2 separate regions of the Mus musculus genome follow, and region 2 is linked to region 1. The links are chromatin contacts, called in public HiChIP or PLAC-seq maps. All regions are on one chromosome and are shown on one strand. Each heading gives the region's core, a stretch centred on a gene start, on an enhancer-like site or on the middle of the called end of the contact. The rest is flanking DNA. Distances are from core to core; before and after follow the strand shown. Region 1 overlaps Arhgap19 (Rho GTPase activating protein 19). Region 2 holds the start of Arhgap19 (Rho GTPase activating protein 19).

Region 1 (4,448 bases), core at 636-3,135:
TAGACAGTTGAACTTGTGTTATTGTTGAGATGAAGGCTGATGTTGTCTATCTGTCGGCCCTCTCTTCCATCCTACACTGTTTCATTGCTGTAACAGCAGTGCTGAAGGAAATGTGATGTTTTCCCTTCTAGCTGGATAGTTTGGGAGCATGGAGGTGTGTGATCTATAGTGGATTTTAAGTTCCATTCTCTAAAGCAGTTTTAGGTCATCCTTAAGGATCTTTATTAGCAAATTCATTTGTCTAGGTTTCTGACTCTTTCTGGTGATGTTGTTACTAAGAAAAAGGTTCTTTTCTTTTTGAAATATATTTCTTATGCCAGGTATATAGTGAGGTCAAACAGAAACCTCCTTTGTGTTAGCAAATCAGAGATGTTCTCCTCAGCATGGAGCCTGCTTTCAGTGTACCCCACCATGCTGGAATGTAGCACTATGCAGGGATGCAAGCCAAGCAGTGCCTTGATGCAGCCAGGAGTTACACACTCTGTGAGCAAGAAAGAGAGAGCGCGGGACTGAGGAGCCTAGTGTGGGTAGAGGGAAGCGATGCCCAGGGATGGTCTGGGTGAGAGAGAGGTGCCCCATGCGCTTGCTCTCTGTGGCTGGCCTCTTGGGCAGTGAGTTACCACGTGCATTTGGGAATGTGGATTTCATTTATTTATTGGATAGTCATTACTTGCTGTAAGGGTATTTTAGGTCATTTTTTCTTGTAGAAGCTGTGATCCAGTGCAGAATAGACTTGAGGAAAAGCATAACCTTTTGAGTCTTGTAACATGTGGCTTTGTAACCTGTGGTATCTTCTTGGAAACGCAGACAGAAGCTCCATCGTCGTCACAGAAGGTTGCTGCCGTCCTTCTGACAAGGCGTACAGTTGCTGTTTTGAGCCAGTATTTAACTAATGTTTTTAACTAATGTTTGTTTGAGACAGGGTTTCTCTGTGGTCCTGGCTGTCCTGGAACTCACTCTGTAGACCAGGCTGGCCTCGAACTCAGAGTTTTCCTGCCTCTGCCTCCCCAGGGCTGGGATTAAAGGCGTGAGTGTAGTCACTGCCTAGCTGACCTGTGTCTTAAGGGTTTTTATTATATTTATTTTCCATGTTGGCGTAGTCTTTGTGACAGAACCTTTCTTTTCTTTCTGGGTTAATCGTCATAGGCTTTGATGTTGTGTCAAAGTGTCATCTGGTGGTTATTGTTGCCAACTATGAAGAGACAGATCCTATCTGATCTGTATCTGCACTAGGTAAATGAATAGAGGCTGTGGGCCCTTTCTCTGACGTTCCACAGAAGTGGATTTTCTCACTGAGACCAGTGATCAGGTTTGAACCCGCCCCCGCCCTGTCCCCCCATTCCCCATGTCACATGCACTGTGTAGGGCACAGGTGGGAGACAGTATTGGTTAGAACCAAGTGCTGGAACATTCTAGAAGCACAGCTGATGGGGCCTGAGGGAACCCACAGTGGTCCCTCCACACAGCATGTGCTATACTCTGAAGGTCCTCCCAGAGTCAGTCAGGAGTGATGAGGAAACACCCTGGGGGATGAGGCAGCACAGGATGCTGACTGGCAGGTTGTGTGCTGAGGTCTCTTTTCTGTGACATCCTTTCCTCTGGAGACAGCATCATCCCTGCTCTCCTACACTCTAAAGTCTTCAGACTGAAGTGAGGGTCCAGATCTAAACCAGCAGGACTGTCCCAGAGTTTGCAGAGAATCTGGCTTCCTAAGATGAAGGTTTTGAGTGACCTTAGTCCTGGTAGCCTGATGTCAGACTCCCTGTCAAAAAGCTGGCTTTACTAGGCAGCCAGTGCTGAAAGCTGTGTGGAGGTAGGGCAGTGAGGAGATGGAGGATAAATAATAACCTGAGTGCTTTGTCACCATGGAAACTGGAGTTCCTGAGGCCACAGCCCATGCTGAAGAGCTTTTGAGCATGCCCCTGACATGCTTGGTCCAGAGGCTATAGAGAAGGAGTGCTCTCACCCAAGGCCTTTCAGCAAGGCGTGCCTGTGCACGCTCTGTGTGCTCGCTCGCTCATTTGCTTGCTCACTCGACCCCCAAAAGGTTTCTTAGGAGAAGGTTGTACCTATTTGTTATTTTTTATTATTTTGCATATATATATGTAATTGTAAAGAAACAATCATATATATTGTCTTTTATATTCATGTAATATTCTGAATTAAATTTTTTCTGTTTCATATCTGTGGGTTCTGACTGGTCTCTTGGCTCACGTTGCTTTGAAGAGAGGTAGCTTCCTGTCCTAAGGAACTTGATACTCTACAAAGGGCTCGTCCTGGGTTTTCTAATGGAGGGAGGGGATGTGGGTGGGTTCAGGATGAGTGAGGCTTTGGCTGATGGAAATTTACTTAGATGAGGTAGCACACATCTCTAATCCTAGTACGTGGGAGGCAGAATACTAGGGACGAGTTGAGGCCAGCCTAGACATAAACAAGATTCTTTCAAAACAAAACAAGGCCGAGGCTGGGCATGGTAGCATAACATCTTTAATCTTAGCACTTGGGAAGCAGAGGCAGTGGATCTATGTGAGTTCAAGGCCAGCCTGCTCTATACATATGGAGTTCCAGGGAGGCTAGGGCTGTTTAGAGAGATCTTGTCTCAAAAACCAAAACAACCACAACTAAAACAACAGCTTTGAGCCCCAGGGTAGGTGGCCCCACTCCTTGAGGAGTGCAGGTTGTCTAAGTTGCTGACTTGCTCTGAGTTATTCCATATTGAGTGGAAGTAGCTCTTGGGCTATGTGCCCCCAACAGGCTCTGTTTTACAAAGGACACCCAACTCCCTTTTAGGTTGTTTTTATGCTTTGTGGCTTGATATTAAGGAACAATGAATTCAGTCAAACCAAATCTGTGGGCAGAAGAGAAAGAAAGGAAGCCATCATAGGCCAGAGGAGTGTGCTGAAAGAGCTAGTGAGTGACGAGTCCAGGGCCAGTGTGCTGAAAGAGCTAGTGCAGAGGAACTTGGAAGACTTCAGGTATCCACATGGGCACAGCTGGGGCACTCTGGACACATCTGTCCTCGAGACAGTTGACGTTATCACATTTTATGATCAGAATCTATGGCAGTGGCTCAGAGGGGGCAGAAATAGCCTGAGATAAAAGTGTAATATGAAATAGGTGTGCATTGTTTATTGACAAGAATACATTCTAAGAGCTGGGTGGTGGGGAGGCAGAGGCTGACTAATCTTTGTGAGTTCGAGGCCAGTCTGGTGTACAGAGGTAGTTCCAGGACAGCCAAGGCTACACAGAGAAACCCCGTATCAGAAAAAAACAAAACAAAACAAACAAACAAACAAACAAAACAAGGCCAAACAAACTAAAACCAAAATAAGAATTCATTCTGAGCAGTGCACCATTATACAGTTTTGCTGTTGTGTGCCATCATAGAGTGTACTGACATATGTGGCCCCAGGAGACACAGGAAATCGAGTATGAGGATGCTCCTGGCATGGTGGGCCATGCTGCTTTACAGAAAGGTTTTTGTTTTGTTTTAATAGTAGAGTCCTCGTCCCTAAAATAATGATAAGAAAGGCTGGAGAGATGGCTCAGCGGTTAAGAGCGTCGGCTGCTCTTCTGAAGGTCATGAGTTCAAATAGCAACCACATGGTGGCTCACAACCACATGTAATGAAATCTGATGCCCTCTTCTGGGGTGTCTGAAGACAGCTATAGTGTACTTACATATAATAAATAAATCTTTTAAAAAAATAATGATAAAAAGTATGGCGTGCTGAGCAGTCCCTCATAATGAATGTGTGTACTGTTCATAGTTGTTGTGGGTTACCCTTTCATAAGGCTTGTGGCAAAGTAGATTGTTTTCCTCCAGAATCATCAGTGATTTCATAACATACCACTGGGTGGCTAACAGTTATGACTTCCCTAGTCCGTGGCAGTTTCAGCTCTGGGACACTCTGGGACCACTGTAGTATGCAGTCTCTTGTCTGAAACATCCATGGAACATAACTGCATATATTACAAACATGATATCTAATGTTAAAAAAGGAGTCACAAATGTAATCACCGTAAATGTAAGTATCAGAGGAGCAGATGGAAGTGGGGGTGGGTGGGGGAGAGGGCCGGTGGGCAAGCATGCTTACTGAGCAAGCATCAGACACTGAGTTCAGGTCCCCTGCTCCCATGTCAAAGCCACTGTGGACTTGGGGACCTGTAATCACAGTGCTGAGGCAGGATGGGCCAACAGGTGGATCTTGCTGGTGTGTTCCAGGCTTCGGGAGAGCCCTGTCTCAAGGGGGGGGGAGAGTGGATCTTGTTCGAGCAGGGTGCCGGTGTCCAGCCTCTGTGTACACAGTAAGCTAGAGAGATCCTGATGGGCTTTCAGAGTGCTTCCAGTCTATGGATGCTCTGTGTGTGTCATGTGACCTGACTCATGGAAGGAAGAGGTTAGAGGTCTCGTTCAGCTGCCTCCCTCCCTCCCTTCCTCCTTCCCTC
Region 2 (4,448 bases), core at 565-3,064, 35 kb before region 1:
CTGCCTCACCTCAGTCTTGTGTTTCAGAGAGTAACTTATTTTATTAGTGTGCATGTGTGTAGGCCTATTCATGAGTATACGCATGAATGTGAGTACATGTGTGGAAGCCAGAGCACAATCTCATGATTCATTCTTCAGATACCTTCAGTATGTGTTATAGTTCTGAAGGGAAAGGCTTCCCCATTACCTTTGGGGATGGAAATGGGGTGGGGGTTAGGGGTGGAGGGGTTAGGGTGGGGGAGGGTTGTTTCCCCCAATGCAAGTGTAACACCATCTCTGCTCCAGCAGGGGGAGATGTCCCCAGTGAAAGTGTTATAGCTCTGCTCAGAGATACTCTGGCAGTCCTGAGCCAAGGAATACCACAAAGTCCCACCCAGCATACAACCAACCTCACACAGGAAACTTACTGCAAGGGGAAACCCGCGGAGGGTGGCGGCCTCTGCTGGGGTGAAAAGCGGCAGAAGCTCAGCGGGTTTTGTATAGGGTTTCTTGGTGGGGCGGGACAGGCGATGAAGACAGAGCTTTCCAGGGTGTCCAGGGAGGGAGTGGTGGGATTTTTGTGGCCTGATTTTGGGGCAATTCTAGGGGTTGGTGGGAATTTTGTGCTCAGGGATTGGTGGGATTCTGTTTCTTGGCCCTGATTTTGAGCTTGGGGTCAAGATAGGGTCAAGGTTGCCTGGTCTGGGGGTCAAGTCAGGGTCACAATGTTCTTTCCCTTCACTTTTTACTCTCTACCATCTATATTTTTTGCTTTTAGAAAAGATTTTATGTGTCTCTGTGCATCTGTGCGCATGTGCCCCGGAGGCCAGCTCTGGAGGCTATAGGAAGGCAATCAGTCCTTTGGAACTGGACTCACTGTCTGGCCCTTGTGAACCTTTCAATGCAGGGAATCAAACTCTAGTCTTCAGGAAAAGCAGCAAGTGTTCTTAGAACCACGGAACCATCTCTAGCTGCCCCTTATTGTTAATTGTGAATTTCATATATCAATACCATGTTTTTTTTTTTTTTTTTTTTTTTTCCACCTGCCTCTGCCTCCCAAGTGCTGGGATTAAAGGTATACGCCACCACTGCCTGGCTTAGTCACATTTTCTTGTTGGCCTGAAGTCACCCAAGGAGGCTTGTTTGGATGACCCAAAATTTGCCTCTCTATTCTAGCCAGTGCTTTTGGTGTCTTTATACTGACTTTCCCCCTCCCCCAAATATGTACCCTGAAGATCAGCCCCTGCATACATACACACACACATACATACATTCATACATAAATACATACATACATACACACATACATATATACACACACAAGAGTTTACTTAGGGTAGCTTACAGGAACGTATGCAATTTACCACTGATTATATACCATTGAAGAAAATGCCTTTTCTTCCCTTTTACTAAGCCTATGGATCTTGGGGGTGGGGTGAATGGGGGTTTAAGTGAGTGAGGGGTGATGAGCCCTTTTCCCTAGCAACCGTTAACTGCCTACCGAACTGGGGGATGGGCAGGGCCTCAAGAACCTTTTCTCTTCAAGTGACTTTAAAAACCGACAGTTTTGTAACTCAGAGATTTACCTAGCGGGGAGGGGAGCGCAGCCAGGAATTTGTGACTTGATCCGCGGAACTACATGGGTTAATCAAAACGAGAAACTACATCTCCCGGTAGGCCTCGGGCAGGTGTTTCTCCTGCCCTTTCGTTGGTTCTGTGCTACCAATGACAGTTAGATATTTGAATAGACCAATAGTAGCATGGAACGGTTCTTATTTAGGCGGGGCCATAGGTTCGTCCAATCGTACAGGACTTAGAAAACCATCCTAGCCAATCTAAGGGCTAAGGGGCGGTGCCTGAGGCGGGGCTGCAGACCAAGCTGCCGCGGAAGATGGCGGCTGAGGCGCCGAGTGGAGGGGAGGCGCCGGTCTGCGACTCTGGCCGGAGGTGAGCCAAGTTTTCCGTCCTGCTGCCTAGGAGACGGGACTGTGGGCTAGCGATGTCGCCGCCCTGCCCTTGAGTCACCGTGGTCCACAGGCCCGGGCTTTGTTCCTCTCTCCCGTGGTGTCTACGCCGACGCGCCTGCGGGGGCTGAGGCGGGTCTTTGCGGTCCGTGCTTCCCGCTGCGCTGCTCTCCGCGAGTCCCACGGCCGTGTGTGGAGCCCTCCCGACGCTCTGGCTGCAGACCCCCGGGCCACGGTCATGGTGTCTGCCCTGGCGCCGAGCGTTTTGAGTGGCAACTGAAGCCCAGAGCGGTTTAGAGAATCCCACAACGCCCCGGGAGCTTTAAATGTCCTTCGTGACAGCCTCTGCGCTTTACTCAGAGCCGCGACTTGAGTGATGGTTAAAAGGGATTTTTGTCCCCTAAGCTGGCTGACCTTTCTCGGCTTCAGCCTTCTTCTGTAAATAAACATAACGATACTTATTTCAGAACCTGGACGGGATGACACAACCTATTTAAAGCGCATAGCACCCATCCTGGCAAACACTTCAAAATACGATAGATTTTTATGTTTCCTTGAAATTGTGATCTCATTTCTTCTTTCTGGAACGAGTACTGTCCCTGTCATAAAGTCGAGCCTTTCTTAACCGATTACAAACAAATATTTGGAGTCTGACACACTCCAATAGAATGAGATTACTTACATTGTCAGAGAGTATGATCAATGCTATGCTTTGGTACGGAGTTAGTACAGAACAGAAGAACCAAGAATTTTGGGAAACCGAGTTTGTGAGCCTGATTTTTCCTGAGCCCTGATGGGCTTGTGTGGGTATTGTTACTGTTTTGTATGGAGGAGTTTTCCACTCTTTGACCTTTTATTTCTCCCGGGAACTGTGCCCGTGGGTTGATAAATGTCATTAGATTATCTCTCCTCCGACTCGAAAATCCTGAATTGTAATGAAAATGAGGACAAATGAAATACTGTTCTACAGCAAGAGGACTTAGAATTCTTCCTTGAGGCTGCTGTCAACTGAATGTAAAATTTGAAACTGTTAACTATCTGACCAACACAGTTTTCTCTGAATCTGAAACCCTCTATTGTCGTTACTGAGACAGGTTCTTGCTAAGTACCTCGGCTGGACTGGAACTCCCAGTCTCGTTTCAGCTACCCGTGTACTTGTCAATTGCATATTGCAGGGGATTAGTCTGGGGGTTCTTGTGAGGCTTATTTATTTATTTATTTATTTTTGAAACAGAGTCTCTCATGTAATCCAGGGAACCCCAATCTTGAGCTTCCGAACCTCCTTCCTCTGCCTCCCAAGTGCTGGAATTACAGGCATATGCCACCAAGCCCTGTCTTATGTGCTGCTAGGCAAGCCCCCTACTGACTGAGCTGCATCCCCAGCCCCATTTAATCAATGGGACTAACACTTTTTAAATCTGTCATTTATCGTGCTTGTGTATGCCTGTGCACACACACTTAGGTACCACAGTGCATGCACAGGAGAGCAGAAAGCAGCTCACGGTTCTCTTCTTCCACCGAGTGGATTTGAGGATCATGCTTGGGTTGTAGGCTTTGCAGGGAGTGCCGTTACTCACGGAGGCATCTCACTGCCAAGGTGTGTAGCCCAGCACTTACAGATATGCTGCATAACTCTGTCTTTGGCCTCTCATACACGTCCTGAGGAGACAGTCGCTCTCTGAGAACATCTTCTGTGGGCTCCATGTCTTGCAGCAGTGGGCACAGAAATGACTGTAGATTCAGTACTGGGCAGTAATGTAGATAATTGATATCTCTGGGTACTGAAAGGGTTTGCTCTAGGAAGAAAAGCCTAGGGAAAGGAGAGAGACAAGGCGGGATGACGGCTGTCTGTTAGACCCCGGAGATGCTGAGGACCGGTTGGCAGGATTCCTTATGTTGAGCCTTGGTAGTCCTGCCTTGAGTTGGGATCTGCCCTGCACTGAGTTTTCTTCCCTGCCGTGATATGGAGAAGTTGAGCACCATGCTTACTGAGCAGCTCATCAAGAACAGATACAGACATAATGCCTCTTTTCATCTGTGTGCCTTTTTCAAATAATGATGACTTAGTAACCTGCTTAGTAAATACTAACTCACACATTTGAATTTGTAAAGTGCTGTTCTTTTAAAACTTTAAAAATATCTACGAATAAAATTATATCTGTATGTTCTAGGATTTGGAGATTTAGAAAAGAGACAAGTTGATATAGGGGGTTCTTTTATTAACTGAAGTCCCCAAATGTGATTTTGCTAATTCCATTTAATTTAGAAGAGACTGGAATTAAAACCTTATTTTTGGAGTGTAGTTTGCTGTTTGATTATTAGGGGCTGTTAAAAGAAAATTGTCATATTTTTTCTTTTTATGGAACTGATATTTCATTAATATTTGTAAAGTAGTTGCTACTGTATATCAAAGTTTCAGGCACTCTGAGTATGTTTCTGAGCTCTCTATTTTCCTTGTCCTTTTTATTTCCTCTTTTTAACTTATTTGGTAGAGAGTAGGTTAAT

Evidence for each region. HiChIP or PLAC-seq counts read pairs in DNA pulled down with a chosen protein or histone mark.
Region 2: a contact with region 1 is called in an H3K27ac HiChIP or PLAC-seq map of epiblast stem cells. The contact joins the promoter of Arhgap19 here to the enhancer-like site in region 1. A contact is called at or near these places in 1 of 39 promoter capture datasets (macrophages), 5 of 484 Hi-C or Micro-C datasets (B cells, bone marrow-derived macrophages, cumulus cells and 2 more), 7 of 115 datasets of contacts at active chromatin or transcription factors (the SCID.adh cell line, effector CD8 T cells, embryonic stem cells and 3 more) and 2 of 9 other capture datasets (adipose tissue and pancreatic islet).

Annotation. Positions count from the first base shown.
Region 1 is chr19:41,764,323-41,768,770 of GRCm38.p6, reverse strand. It overlaps Arhgap19 (Rho GTPase activating protein 19), which reads left to right. Exons shown (of 12, transcript NM_027667.3): 12 at 1-2,183. Among named protein-coding and RNA genes, the nearest start is that of Gm19424, 20 kb to the right of the region's middle. Within about 2 kb of position 1,885, at least 36 of the 459 cell types and tissues checked have an H3K27ac peak or open chromatin away from gene starts, as enhancers often do. A contact at or near this core is called in the SCID.adh cell line, embryonic stem cells, epiblast stem cells and 2 more, where this site is marked.
Region 2 is chr19:41,799,450-41,803,897 of GRCm38.p6, reverse strand. It overlaps Arhgap19 (Rho GTPase activating protein 19), which reads left to right and starts at 1,814. Exons shown (of 12, transcript NM_027667.3): 1 at 1,814-1,926. The coding sequence starts at 1,871.